Regions from separate parts of the Columba livia genome. Here region 2 is linked to region 1. A link is a contact called in public Hi-C data. All regions are on one chromosome and are shown on one strand. Each heading gives the region's core, a stretch centred on a gene start, on an enhancer-like site or on the middle of the called end of the contact. The rest is flanking DNA. Distances are from core to core; before and after follow the strand shown. Region 1 holds the start of ZFP36L2 (ZFP36 ring finger protein like 2). Region 2 has its middle 250 kb from the start of ZFP36L2.

Region 1 (7,494 bases), core at 2,974-5,473:
TCTTTCAGCTGAGCATGGTTTATTATAGCTACTGTAGGAAGTCAAGCAGCTAAACCTAATATTTTCCATTCATCCAGGTGCAGGCCACCTGTAGTTGTGTTACATTTTTTATCTCAGATTTTTACCTCCTGTGTTTTAATCCTGAGAAAATACTGATTTTTTTAAAAAAATCTCCTTTCAAGATGTAGAATGGTAATTATTTAATATTTTTAAAAATTTTACTTTATTGCTAAGTGTTTCTGAAAAAAAAGAAACAAACCGTGGCTGCTTTGTCCATGACAATTTTTGGACTGCATTTTAAATTTTACTGCATTTTCCTCTGGAGGAAGGCAAGGATTGTCCCTTTGGTGGGAATCTTATTTTGTAGATTAAAACAGCACTAGTTACACTCCTGCATGCCTCTTTCTTTCCTGTAAAACAAGTAACTACTTTTATAAAATTGCTCTAAAGTGAAGAGCGCTGTGTTCCAAGCAGCTGTTCCATTTTGAACAAAATGGTTTCATCTTTACTTTCGAAACACCTTGTTCTGCAAGCAGCCCTGGAAGGTAATTACGGCCCTGCTCAGCACTTAGGCCTATGAGAAGAGATATTGGGAGATGCTGTGATGGGTGCCCAGGTAGAGCAGTTGTGGGGAATATACCAAGTGTTCAACCATTTCACCCTCCAAAATGCAACAGCCGTTGTTGTGCTTTGCAATTTTATTTTTTGTTTGTTTTCCTGGGAACTGAAGTTGGTTTCTGATATGAAAATGAAATGTCGAAAATAAATATTTATGTTATAAGTCCGTTTTGTTCCTTCAGCCCAGGGCTGTGACTTGGCGTTTGGCTGCAGCCAAAACAAAGCTGTGCGGGGGCGGCCGTCCTTAGTTCAGCCTCCCTGGAACAGCGACGTGCCCAATAAACCACTGCTTGCTTGGAGTCTCCGCACCTAATTGTGTATTTTCGCGCAGTGCGCTCGTAAATCTCGATGATGACGATGATGATGCAGGTTAATTAGCAGCTCTTCCCACGGCGGGTGCTCTGCGTGTGGCGGCGCGGGGCCGGCAGGTGGCGCTGCAGCACCGCCGTGCGCGCCGGGCCGGGATTGGACCCCTCAGTGCCAGGGGCCGGTTTTACCTCACTAAGGTCTGGCTTAGCACTGCCGGGGGCTGGTTTAACCTCACCGGGGGCTGGCTTGGCAGTAACAGGGCCTGATTTAGCCTCATCAGAGCCTGGCTGAGCCTCGCCAGGGCAAGGCGTCAGTTTGCCCTGGCTGAGTGCTGTGGTGCCTGATGGCCGATTGCTTCCCACTTCTTGAGTTTAAATAAGAGTCTGCTGTAAATCAGGATATGCTTCTGAGTTAGGCTTAGCGAACATCTGAATGCTGCACGAGACCAAGTCACTAAAAACAAAGCAATAAAAAAAAAATTAAATACTTTTACAGTTTCCAGGATTCAGGGTTACTTATATATGTCATTTACAATGAAACGTGAGGATTTGATAGGCAAAAGGGAAAGATTAGACTCTGAGATGCAAAGATGTCTCACAGAATGCATGTTACCCAGCTTAACAAGCCACACTCTGAGTTAGGCTAAAAATTAGTTTGCATCTGTTTTAAGCTTCTGGGGAAAGAACAGCCCAGATTACGTCTGGAAGCCACTCTTAAAAATAGTCAAGACCTGTGCAATTAATTAACAGCTGCCGGTTTTACCACACCTTGACAACATTTTTGAACTAGTGTGGCAACAGCTTTTACAGTAGAAAACAAACAGGACTTTGTATAGTGTTGAAATTACAGGTCGTGTGACGTTAATCACTGACATGAGCAATGTAAGACTCTGTAGTACTAGACACTGGCAATGGTTTTATTGGATTGACTTTAAAATGTGTATGCCTATATATTCAATGTCAACGAATGGATAAATGCAGATGTGTAATTGCATAGTAGTAGATCCACAGTGACCATAAAACTTAAGTAACTTTGTGAAGCCTTGAGAACCTGGTTAATCAGTAACCCAAATAACTTGAAAACTCAGTCTTCCTTATTGTGGTTTTAGAATGCAACTGAAACCCGCCATCCCGCCTTAGTTTATGGAGAGCAAATAAAAATATATCAGCTCACATACATTTCACCACACACTGCTGGTGAATTGAGTTACTTTATAACTACGCAAGAACCTTTAAACCCTACGCAGCAATTACAGAAGAGGGTTAGCAAAACCTTATACCAGAGCACTGATCTGCCATGCGCTTGATCAAAGTCAGTTTATCAAAGTATTCCTCCAAACGCCGGTGACACGTTGCTCCTTGCATGACTCTCATCATAAGCTGTAACCCTCCCGCAGAGCGGGAGGCGGGAAAGGCAGGAGGAATTTTAAATTTGGGGCTGGCAATCGCTGTGCAGGCGGACGCGGGCACTAGGGGGTGGCAGATCCCCGCGCTGCCGCCGGCCCGTCCCAGCCCCCCCCCCCGGGCCGTGCGGGGCCGCCGGCGGGAGGAGGGACGGGCGGGAAGCGGCTCCGGTTGCGTCCCTCCCAAAAGCGAGCGGGGGACTTGCCCGAGTGAAGTGCCGGGATACGGGAAAGAACGGGGTCGGGGCTTTTTATTGCTCCAGCTCCTCCAGCCCGCGTCTTTTCCGGGAGTTTTTGTTTGTTTTGTTTTTGTTTTTTTTTTTTTTTCTTTCTATTTCTGTTGATAAGCTCAGCCTTAACCTCACAGGCTGGGCTTTCTCCTCCGCGGGTGAGCGCTCAAACGCAGTGCGGGGGGGCTGGGTGCAGAGCCGGGTCCGCGCTGCGCACGGTGCGTCCCGCCTGCTGCCCCCCCGCATCCTCGGGAGGGGAGGAACCAAATGGGAGCGTGAGCCGCACGGCGGCTCGGGGACGAGTGTGAAAACACGACTCGAAGTGCGCTAAACACCAGCCCCCCACCCCCCAAAGTTGCCTTCCTTTGCAAATGTGTTTTCAAAGTGCAGGGTTCCTGCTGACGTGGTCAGATTTGCACCCTCGGGTTTCCAGGGCCTGACATCCCGGCTCGGAAGCTGAAGAGGATCAAACGCCTCTGCTGGCTTTAGCAGCTATAAAACTTTACACGTCCATTTTCCCCCTTCCCATTTGTCCCGGGGCTGAGCAAACGCGGGAAAGGACAAGGGGTGCGGGGCCGCTGCCTGCGCCGCCTTTCCTACGTCGTGTTTGCGCAGCCTTATCGGCGCGGGAGGGGGGAGGGCGAAGGGGGGTGTTTTGCACGGCGGCTCCTGGCCCGCCCTGGACTACAGCCCGCTCCCGGGACGGGGCCCCGCCGGCACGGACCTGCCGCTGCCGCCGCCCTCATCCCGGCGGCGGGGGCAGCCCGGCGGGAGGGCTGCCGGGGCGGCAGCGGGGCGCAGGGAGCGGGGCGGGCAGCCCGCGACGAGGCTGGCGCAGCCCGGCGGGTCACAAGACCTTGGCGGCTGCTGCGCCGCGGTGCGAGGGGTGTTGGGACTGAGCGTGGGAGGGGTGCGGGAGGGGGGCGTGGGGGGATGGGGGCTGCACATCAGCGCGGCCGCTGCGGGGTTAACATCGCTGCCTCTCCGCGTCTGCCCGCCAAGCTCTCCAAACATTAGAAAACGGGAAATAAAAAACAACTCGGACCGCTCAGCGAGGGGGAAGCGGCGGGGCGCGCGTCCCGTGCCCAGCTGCCGTCCCGCCGGTCGCACCGGGGCAGTGCGAGCCCGACCTTTGTTTCAAACCAATTACGTGGCAAAAGTTTATTTTCGGTGGGGCGGGAGAAAAAGGTGTCCCCAGCGCTGCCGCGCCTCTCCCACGGTACTGCGCTCCCGCCTCCGCTCGGCGGCGGCCGCCACCCGCCCTGCGAATGCGCGGGCAACGCCGGCCCGCTCAGGGGCCTGGGGGCGCCGCTATTTGGGGAAAAGGGTGCGAAGACGAGAGCTTCACGGGGGCCGAACACGCAAGGCACTGTGCTACTCTGCCTCGGCCGCTTCCGCGGCCCCTGCCCCGCTCCGTCCCGCCCGCGCTGTCGGCGCACCCGGCTCGGGGATACCGGAGGCTGACGGCGGGCAACACGGCGGCACCGCTGCTCCCCGCCAGCCCCGCAGCGCAGCAACCACCAAACACCGCCGTTGCTGCCGGCCCTCTGCAAAACTTGGCGCGACCCCGCGGGGCGGCCCGGCCAGTCGGGGCGGGCCCGCCGGGCGGAGCGGGGCGGGCGGAGCGGGGCACCGCCCCCGCGGGCCGCGGCCGCGTTTATATGGGGGCGGCGCGGGGCACCGCGGAGTTCCCGCAGTTCGCTCGCTGCTGTGCAGCTGCCGTCGCCGCCTCGGCCCGGCACCCGCCGTCCCGCCCGCTGCGCCGGGAAGGAGACGGGACCATTTCGGATCTCAAGCAAACGGCCCCCTCCTATCTAGTCGTGGCTTTTCCAAACCCTCCGAGGAGCGCGGGATCTTTCGGTCCTTCCTGTATTTCCGATCATTACAGGATCTAGAAATGTCGACGACACTTTTATCTGCCTTCTACGACATTGACTTCTTGTGCAAGGTAGGGAGGAGCGTAGTTCCCCAGGCGCGACCCGGTGCCCCGGGCCGGTGCCGCGGTTTGCAGGACGGCGCTCCCGGCGGCTGGGGCCGGGGGGACGAGTCCTGGCGGGGCGGCAGGCCCACGGCCGCCCGGGACGGAGTGTGCGGCCGGTTCTGCGGGCGGTTCGCTGCCTGACAGCTGGCCGGTTTAAAGCAGCGCGGGTCCTGCTGCAAGGCGGCTGATGCAAGCCTGCGAGACCCGGAGAGGCGTGCTGCACCCTCGCTGCGGGGGCTTCGGGGGTGTTTTTTTGTTTTCTGAAGCTGTAGAGGCGCTGAGCTGCTCTGCAGGCACTCGCACACAACTGCTGCGCTCCCGGGAGCAACTTCATAAAAGTTGCTCATGCAGCAAAGCTTGTAAGGGTGTTTCTCCCCGGCTCTGCCCCGCTCGCCCTGGCATCCCAGTGCTTGCGGCAGACCCGCTTTTGGGGCCGGCCGGGCGGCGCGACACCTGCCTCGACCCCCGTCGTGCGTCCGCAGCGCTCGCCGGCGCCGCGAAGGGGGTGCTGGGCGCCCCCGGGAGCCTTGTCGGTGGGCTGGTGGTCACCGTGCAACACGCTCTCTCTCTCCCGCTCCCTGTCTCCCCCGCCCCCCCCCCCCCGCTCCCCCTCCTCCCATCCCCCGCCCCAACAGACGGAGAAGTCCCTGACCAACCTCAGCAGCATGCTGGACAAGAAGGCCGTGGGGACCCCGGTGGCCCACCCCAGCTCCAGCTTCGCGCCAGGCTTCCTGCGGCGGCACTCGACCAGCAACCTGCCGGCGCTGGCCGGCGGCTCCAAGTTCCCCAGCCCCACCGGCTCCAGCTCTTCCTCCACCTCGTCGTCCTCCTCCTCGTTCGGCAGCCTGAAGGAGACGGGCTCCGGCGGAGGCGGCAGCAGCAGCCCCACACCCCTGCTCAACAAGGAGAACAAGTTCCGGGACCGCTCCTTCAGCGAGAACGGCGAGCGCAGCCAGCACCTCATGCAGCAGCTCCAGCAGCAGCAGGCGGCGGCCGGCAAGGGGGGCGGCTCCGGCGGCGGCGGCGGGGCCCCCATCAACTCGACGCGCTACAAGACGGAGCTGTGCCGCCCCTTCGAGGAGAGCGGCGCCTGCAAGTACGGCGAGAAGTGCCAGTTCGCCCACGGCTTCCACGAGCTGCGCAGCCTCACCCGCCACCCCAAGTACAAGACCGAGCTCTGCCGCACCTTCCACACCATCGGCTTCTGCCCCTACGGCCCGCGCTGCCATTTCATCCACAACGCCGACGAGCGCCGCCCGGCGCCCGGCGGGGGCACAGCCGCCCCCCCCAGCGCCGCCGCGGCGGGGCCGCACCACCACCCGCCCCCGCACCCCGCCGGCAGCACCGGCGACCTCCGCGCCTTCGCCCCCCGCGACCACCCGCTGGGCGGCGGCGGCGGCGGCTTCGGGCACCCGCGCGGCGGCGAGCGGCCCAAGCTGCACCACAGCCTGAGCTTCTCCGGCTTCTCCGCCCACCACCACCACCCCCCGCACCCCCACGGCGCCGCCCCGCCGCCGCCCGGCGGCCGCCTGGACGCCCCCCTGCTGGAGAGCCCCGGCGGGTCGCGCACGCCGCCGCCGCCCGCCTCCGCGTCCTACTGCGAGGAGCTGCTCTCGCCGCCCTGCGCCAACAACGCCTTCGCCTTCTCGGGCCAGGAGCTGGGCAGCCTCATCGCGCCCCTCGCCCTGCACACCCAGAACTTCGCCGCTGCCGCCGCCGCGGCTGCGGCCGCCGCCGCCTATTACCGCTGCCAGCAGCAGCCGCCGCCCGGCGGGGCCTGCCCGCCGCCCCCCGCCTCGCCGCCCTTCAGCTTCCAGCCCCTCCGCCGCCTCTCCGAGTCGCCCGTGTTCGACGCGCCGCCTAGCCCCCCGGACTCCCTCTCCGACCGGGAGAGCTACCTGAGCGGCTCCCTCAGCTCCGGCTCCCTCAGCGGCTCCGAGTCGCCCAGCCTGGACTCGGGCCGCCGCCTGCCCATCTTCAGCCGCCTCTCCATCTCCGACGACTAGGGGGCCGGGGGGCGTCCGGCCGTGCGGCTGCCGAGCAAGTAAGTTAACGAGCGAAGAAAGCGAATCCTCCTCTTTTTATACATCTATCTATCTATATATACATCGAGAGCTGAACAAAACAAGGCATTTTGCAAAAGGGCAAATGACACGAACTGAACAAAACTTATTTTTATAGAGAGACCTTGGAAGAAGGGGATTTTGTTTTGGGGTTTTTATCTTGTTGTTCTTTGGAGACAAGTTATGATATGCACCAGCAGCAGCCATTCCATCTGTGTTCAAAAAAAGAGAAAAAAGCATTAGAAAAGACCACCTGAAAGCAACAATCAATCTGGGGAGCGTGTGTCCAGCCTGCCCAGCTCCTCCAAACCTTCAGACACACACAAAGTTACAAGCTAGTTTGTCTTTCAATCCAGTTTAAGTAAAAACACAGAACATACTAAACCTATAAGCTTTTTTTTTTTTTTAAAAAAAAAAAAGAAAGAAAAATCCAACATCCTGCCAAGAATATGCCTTGATAACAACCTTCCTTTTTATATATCTATATATTATTATTATAACAAATGCTAAAACCTTCATTCCAAAGTTTAATATTGGTTCCATTGCCACCACTTAGTGGATGTTTGGCTTAGAACAATTTTTGTTTGTTGTTGCTTTATTTGGAAGCACTCAACTGAGTTTAGTTTGTAATTGTTGGAGAATAACTGCTGATTTTTTTTTTTTAATTTTTTTTAGCTGTTTGAGTTGATTGCATGAATGAGTCACTGCACACAACTCAATATGAAACTATTTAACTTATTTATTATCTTGTGAAAAGTATACATTGGTAATTTGTTCATACTGTATTTATCGGGTATGATGAAAAGCAATAGATATATATTCTTTTATTATGTTTAAATTATGATTGCCATTATTAATCGGCAAAATGTGGAGTGTGTTCTTTTCACAGTA
Region 2 (7,494 bases), core at 1,772-4,271, 250 kb after region 1:
TTATTTTGGAGCAACTAATAGCACAAGAAAAGATGTTATAGCTGAAGCCTTTGGGGACAGCAGAAGATGCTACAGCTGAAGCCTTTGAGGGGGGAGGAGTACAAGGTTTCTGTTGCAGTCTCTGCTGTAATTGATCGCAGCTGAGAAATGCCATGTGTTAACATCAGAATCCATAGGTTTACATTGGTGGTTACATTTTTTTCCCCCCCTCCTTATCCTAGACCTTAATTTTTCAGACATCCTAAGGTCTGGGCTGATACTTTGCTAATTAGAGTGCAGTCCATGAAAATGAGAAATGGTCTTGCTTCAGTTATAAACCCTGAGGCAAAGGGGAAATTTGATCTCGTGGGGAGTAGAATACCGGTGGCCCCTTGGGCAGAAATGTGTGTGTTGGTGGAGGGGAATGACAGTTCTTACTGCCAGTGTTTGTATTAGTAAACACTGCTGCTTTTTTTTTAATCAGCTTGCTTTTTGACTTTCCCACTTATTAAGATGTCTTTCTGAAAACCACTACCTTCAAACGGAACAAGTTACAAGAATATTTGTAATTATTCCCTCTGAGCTTTTGCACAGCACGGGCAATAACAGCTATTTCTATTAATACAGGGAGTTTCCCCAAGACGGCTATTCATGCCTCTGCACAAATGTTTTTAGAAAGTCCTGCACAGTCCCTTTTTATATTGCAGTAAAAGTTTGTGGTTTAAACCTCTTAGAGGATGCTTATATATAACTAGACTGAAAATCCCCTTACGTGAATGCTCTTAGTGGCCAGACAGGTTCTTCATATTTTTATTGTAAGGTTGAGAAACTAAAATGAGGTGCTATTTGGCAAAGATGCTAGTTAAGAAAAAGGTTTATTAAGTGTTATGCAATCCATTCAGGAGCAATGTTTCCCTAAATGTCTTCTCTAGATCTAGAAGCAAATCTATTCAAACAGCTTATGAAGCCTCATGCTACACAAGTATGACCGCTTAAGTTAAATTCATGAGCTGTTGAACCCAGGTATTACTCTATTTCAGTGGACAATCTAGAGGAAAAAAAAAAACAAACAATAAAACATCTGTTTGTTCTAGATTGGTCCAACTGAGTTTTGTCTCTATTACATCCAAAATAATCCTCAGGAGTAAACTTTAGAAGGTTTTCTGTTAACTTGTGGAATGACTTCTCAAGAGAAAAATCTGATACTAAACCTGGTTCTCCTAACACCTGCTACAAATGGATGTCCCTCTGATTTCAGCAAATGCGATACTGATTTTTCTTTATGATGCAGGAGAATCAGATTTCCTTGTAGATGGAAAAGGCTGTTCTGGTAGTAATGCCAAGAAAGTAAAAAAGGCTCATTTGGGACACAATGAGTCCCAGAAATGTAACTGCAAAACCAGGACTGTGAGAACCTAAGTTCTAGTTGCAGCCTTGATACTGATCATCTCTGGTCTTAGGTGAAAAGGCTCAACCCTTACCCCTTTCACATATTCTGGCTGGCTTGCATAAATTGGCCTTGCCTCTGAGATTAAAATGTACCAAAGGGTTTAAAAGTTTTAAGTAAAATTTGCAAACTAAGTGAAAAAACACTAAATCTGTTTTAGTTTATATATATCTGACCTCCATTTACTTTATTTTTTTCTTTCCCTCTTCTCTCATCCCCTCTTTTTCACCAAATATATTGGCAAAAGGGGTGGGAAGCTGAGTTGAAGCCCTGGGATTGCACCTTGCATTGCTACATCTTTCCTCTGAAGAACTGAAGTTGTCCTGAGATATCTGCAATTCATCTCTTGGGTATATGTCAGTCTGCCCTCTGAAATAAATGCTGTCTGAAGTCACAAAGATCTCAGAAAAACAGGATCACTAGGTCTGTTAGGGCCAGCAATAACAATCTCAGCCAAAAAGCAGTCCAGTTCTGTTCATGTTTGATCCCACATCAGCTTGCCTCTTTGGGCTGTATGTAGTTAGCTTTTATCCTGCCTCCTTATTGGACATGAGTGACAGATGCAGTTTTAGATGGCACCACCAGATCCTACGGTAATTCCAGATTATCTGAGCAACTTTGTAGAAACACTGTCCTGAAAAACTAAAGTAAGAGTAGAGTTACGTGTGCCGCTGGCAATTGTGTCAGTGGTCAGAGTGGGTGTATCTGTACTCTGGTCTCTGTGCATACCTAAGGAATAAGACTGCCCGAGCTCTGACAGTAGCCTTGCCTATTGACAAGTGCCAGCTGGTTGAAAATATCATTTTCCCAGTATATTCTCAAGATTGGTATTTATTTCTTTTTCGTTCCGTGAACATATTTACAGCATATTAATACAAAGATGATTGCTACCAGATTTTGAAACAACGTACCATTCCAACCAACTTATTTTGCTGAAAATGGCTTTTTCTTAAGTTCCTACTCTTGGTAATTTTAACTTTTCAAGGCGGCTTAATTAGCCTTCCATCACATTAGATTTTACTCTAAGATTGTTCTTTAAGTATTTGGGAGTTCGTTTGGATCGTCACTTGTAAAAATGAGAGATAAGTGAGGCCTTTGAGTCTACTCCAATTTTAATTTTTATATAAGATTTTGAAATGCTCATAGCAGCCAACTCCCGCCTCAGGTTTTCTACTCAACAAAATATTTCTAACATTAAATGCATCCCCTTATCGGCTGTGTGTTGTGGAATCACGCACAGCTTTACTCTTTGCTAGGTAAGTAATTACCATATCAGAATGTTAACTCTGTAAGACATTGAACAGTGATAGAAAGGGCAGTAAAAACATGTATATAGATTTTCACTGAGAATGCCTCACTGGAGGTCTTGGCAGCTTCTCTTGGCCTCTCATAGCAACAGCAGTAAGAGAGATCATTTGGCTCTGACAGCAATATGATCTCATTACGTAGCACCGGAATATAGAGCGAAGAGACAAAACACTCTGTACTAATTTTAGGTTCCATTTGAATCTGTGACCTGTCTTTAAACTTGTTTTCAGAGCATCCTAGTTTGGGGCGAATCTCTTCAATAACATCTGATTTGAACATATCCCCGGCAAACAGCACAGCTTCTTGGTGCTGTTTTGCTTCCTGTTTTGTAGTGGAAGGCTTTTACATTTATTCTGGTACTTTCCTCTTGCTGACTTTTTGCATTAGTATCGGTCAGAGCAGAGCACCATCTAAAGCCTTCCTGTGTGGAGCCACATGTTCAAGCTGCCAGAGTCCAGATGACATTTTAACTGAACACATCTCTACTGTTTTAATCCTATGTGTTGTAAAAAAAAAAAAAAAAGTAGGAATGCACAAGAAGTACACTTTTACAATGCTATTGATTTAAATTAGTAATTTGATTTTATCCTTTTTAATCATCTTAAGTCACTTCTAGACAATCCATACAAAGACAGTGCAGTTATTCTAATTCTGTAGTGTATTTTGTGTTAGTAACGGATGGAAATTCTGGGTCACCTCAATACCAGAGCCATACCCAAAGCTGGTCTAGAACCTCTGTGCCGCTCTGATAGCTCAAAGTGGATTGAGTTCCCTGGCTGGGGATTCCCCTGGCATGGGGGAACCTGCAGCTGGTGCTCTCTCTGCAGAGCTGCCTCCTCCCTGAACACTGAGCTGCAGCTGCACACAGGGGACCAGCCATGAAAACCAGGGGAGCTTTGTGGCTGCTCTGATGCTTACCCAAGAGTTGTACTTTTTTTTTACTCTGTCCGAAGCCTAAATGTATTAGAAACCCTATTTAAAATAATAATAATAATAATAATAATAATAATAAAAAAAAGGGGGTGGAGGGGAAGCAGCCCGCGAATTTTTGACTGCAGTGATCCACAGATGGTTTGGATTACTTGTGTATAATCTGAGCTGTTTGAGTTATATAAGAAATATTTCCCTCTCATGCTCTACAGCATAAGCCAAACATAAAAGCTTAGATTTTCAGAAGGACTTAGGATGTTAGGCACATAAATCCCATCGAATTTTAATGGAATTTAGGGTATTATTTGGTCTCTCTTGAAAAATTAATTCTAAATCTGTGCAGGATTAGAGCAAACTCCCACTGTGAACAAAACTTTTCCAATAACGAACACCTTTTCCTGAAGCTTCTAGCCACTGTTACAGTGTTCAAAATATCACTTCATGCCTGAGGAGTCTGGCAGAAATCTTTTAAAGTTCAGTAGGCTGCACACAGGTCTAATTTACAGCAGCAATTCCTATTGCTCCATGAAACTTTGGACTTGCCTTACATTTAAGTTAACAGAATGAGAATTTATGTAACTATATTAACAGTTGCTTAGGGCAAAGAATACATTAGATAAAGGCTGTAACGGTGGGTTTTACACTTTTATTTTTTGTTTAAATGGTAAATTAGGTGGTTTCTGGCGTTATTTTAATTGACATGCTGTAAGTGGATGCTTTTCGTAGAAAGTTAACATCCTCCCTGTTCATGACAACATTTCAGGCTTTCAAAATCCTTGGAGTTACAATAGCTGTCTTAAGCAATATTGCCAGTATTTCTTCATTCTAAGCCTCTGTTGCCCCACTCAAACAACTGTCAGATGTTCTGTCCTACAGAGTCTGCCTTTGGGCCCCTGCAACTGCGTATGGTCTCCCCTATTGTTTCCTTTCAAGACGGGGCAGTTCAAAGGTAGTATTAAGCATTGTAAAAGTTGGTTGCCAGATATGTCTCAGCTGCAGAAAAGACCTCTCTGTTCCAGGTACTTCTGCAGTTTTCTGTTGCTGTCAGCTATCAGCTTGCACCTCTTCCCCTGTTCCTCTGCTTGCTGAGATTGCTGCATTCCTGTCTCCAAGAGGAGGAATCTCCTGGTGCTATTTGGCTTCCAAACTATTTACACTGAAACATCCTTGTAGAAATGGAAAGAAGCAAAGGTCACATTAACAGCCCTGTGTTAAAGGTCAGCAATACCATGGTAACAGTAGAAATCCATGCAGCTGCCTGCAGAAAAATTGAAACCCTTGCGAATAGGAAATAACCCAAATAAACAGGGAGGTAGATAAAAAGCAATATCTTAGCCCTGAGCCACGCGTCAAGTGGAAACGTAACATTTGAGAGCTTGTTGGGTATTTCCTATGCCTAACTTTGAACTATGTTGCTCAAAACCCAAAAACCGTAGCAAACATTCAGAAAAATAACTGCCTTGTAAATGTTCTGACTCTCAACTTGAGGCTTGCTTTATTTCTTTTTTTTTTTTTTTTTTAACTGCAAGTGTGTAATGCAGCCAAGTGTTGTTTAGGATCCTTCCTGTGCCTTAAAGTGTGACTTTTATGGGTGATGTTATGTTTATGGGTCTTTGTTCATCCTCGGCCTCATGTACCCCACTGCTGCTTCCTCTGAGGCTTTGCCGCCACACCGCAGGGTGTTAATTTCCTGTTTTGAGTCTGTCACAGACAAATTCAGAGCCTCGATTAAAACACAACACACAGATACATGCTGCTGACAAAGGCACTAATAAAACTCTAAAGTTTAAAGGTGGCCCTGGTGTTTCCTCACCCAGCAGCATGGGGACCTTTCACCTCTTGGAGACATGCTGTTTGCAAAGGTTTCTTTTCTTTTTAATTAGGGCTCGCCTGAATGAGTTTTAGCAAGCTGCTCTTGTATTCGATGTGTTTGGTTTATGGATGTATTGACTATAAAACATGCACAGCTCACTTGAGTTGTTTTTTTTTCTTAAAAAAAAGGCAGCCTTATGAAACTTGTAGGAACTGTGAAATAAAAAAAAAAGGCTCAAACAGAAAATGTGTTGGATACAGTAATGTGTCTGGTATGTATGGTCTCTGCAAGACATATGCATGGGCATCTGAATTTCCTGACCTCTTTCTTATCTTGGTCATTGAGCAGAAGGGGGTGGGGAGGTGGAAGCCAGCTTGTCTTGCTTTTGTGCAAATCCTTCCTTTTGCACTCATATCCAGCAGTGCAAAACTTGCAAAAGTCATTGCTTAGGCATGAATTTCTAGGGTTTTTTCCCCATTGGTTCTTCTAGCCCAATTTAAAGTGTCTGAGAACATTTATTTTAGACTGTCCTGTAGAATCACAGATCTAAGAAAAAAAAATCTTTTCTTATTACTCTATACATGTTTTTTCTCCTCTTCAGTTTTTTGTGTTTTTCCCAGCACTGCTGTAAAAGCCCTTGCCCCCTATATAAATACTGCACACACATTTACAAGACTGCATTTTAAATCTGAATTTATCCTAATGGAGGCCTTTCTATTTTCATGCACTGTCGGGACCTTTTTTTTTCCCGTTACCAGTAAAATATTCCTTATTTCTGTGTCCTAATAAATTTTAACATTAAGATGCATATTTGAAATCTTCTTACCTAGTCATTCTGGTGTATGATTACTACTTCTCATGTCTGCTACAGCTACTCAGAAAGCTAAATATCTCATCATAGGGTCCTCTCATAATTGACAGGGAAGCTCTTGAGTTTCTCCACTGATCTTGGAGGTTTTTCTTGCAATGTACCTGAAGTTTAACTAAACTTAGGCTAATCATGTCTGGAGGACTAATTTTATAGTCTGATTTCTTGCAGATGCAGCTGTGCCTTTCTCCATCATATCAAAGGAAATACCAGTTATGTGCTCTTCATAGCCTTGAGATAGAAAGTGTCTTTAGTCTTGTGGCGTCTACCTCTGAGCACCCCTCACTGGTTATCTTTAGGCCTGCCATGTCTTCTTTCCCCTTTGTCCTGCATACCCGATGCTTAGACCTGTCAGAATGCATTTCTTCTTTCCAGTCCTGTACGTACACACCTCAGTAGCACCCTATGAGCCCCATCCTTGCACCCAACTTCCTCTGTCCTCAAAAACAAGTCTCAGTGTGGCTGTGAGGATCCATTCAGGCCTGATGCATGGAGGGGACATCGTGTGAGAGTTCATGTGCTGCAGATGCTGCACATTGCCTTGTGCACATTACTGACTGGTACAGGGTGGAGGAAATTTCTGTCAAACTGCACATTTCCTCTGCCTTTCTGCTGCAATGTTTTCTACGGCTTTGGTCCATAGACTCTACTTTTCTATCAGCTGTGCTTTGTCCTCAAGACTTTCTCTTCATCTCTGTCCAGTCTGTTTTTCACTTTGGTAGCTGTTTCTACCAGTCCTCATTAGCTTATCCTATTTCAACTAAATCCTCAGCCAGGAGAGGAAAAAAACCCAAACCAAACCAGACCACACCAAAACCAACCAAACAAAACAACAAACAAAACAAACAAACAAATCCCACAACCAAAAACCAACCAAGCAAACAACAAAAAAACCCACACAAACAAAACCAAAACAGTACTGAGCTTTCATAGCTGTAGTGTTTGCTGCTTCTGTAGACTGTTGCTGTCCCAGACTGCCTCTCTATCTTATCTATTTAGATTGCAATGTGAACAATCCATGGGTAGGAAACCACTCTTCTTTCAATAGTTGAGTATGCCCGACTTCCTCAGCATAGGTGGATTTTTGAGGCAACAAATATGATTATCAATTTAGTGTAAGAAGCCGGTATGTTCCTTCGTACAGACCAT

What was found. A called contact is a pair of places that touch in the nucleus more often than the background predicts.
Region 2: a Hi-C map of crop shows a contact between it and region 1, with 2.2 times the contacts expected there. The contact joins the enhancer-like site here to the promoter of ZFP36L2 in region 1. A contact is called at or near these places in 2 of 2 Hi-C or Micro-C datasets (crop and liver).

What each region holds. Positions count from the first base shown.
Region 1 is chr3:93,733,462-93,740,955 of bColLiv1.pat.W.v2, forward strand. It overlaps ZFP36L2 (ZFP36 ring finger protein like 2), which reads left to right and starts at 4,224. Exons shown (of 2, transcript XM_065058304.1): 1 at 4,224-4,507; 2 at 5,176-7,007. The coding sequence starts at 4,457. The coding sequence ends at 6,546. THADA (THADA armadillo repeat containing) reads left to right here. Exons shown (of 38, transcript XM_065058283.1): 38 at 1-915.
Region 2 is chr3:93,980,795-93,988,288 of bColLiv1.pat.W.v2, forward strand. No RefSeq gene overlaps it. Among named protein-coding and RNA genes, the nearest start is that of ZFP36L2, 250 kb to the left of the region's middle. Within about 2 kb of position 3,022, at least 2 of the 3 cell types and tissues checked have an H3K27ac peak away from gene starts, as active enhancers do.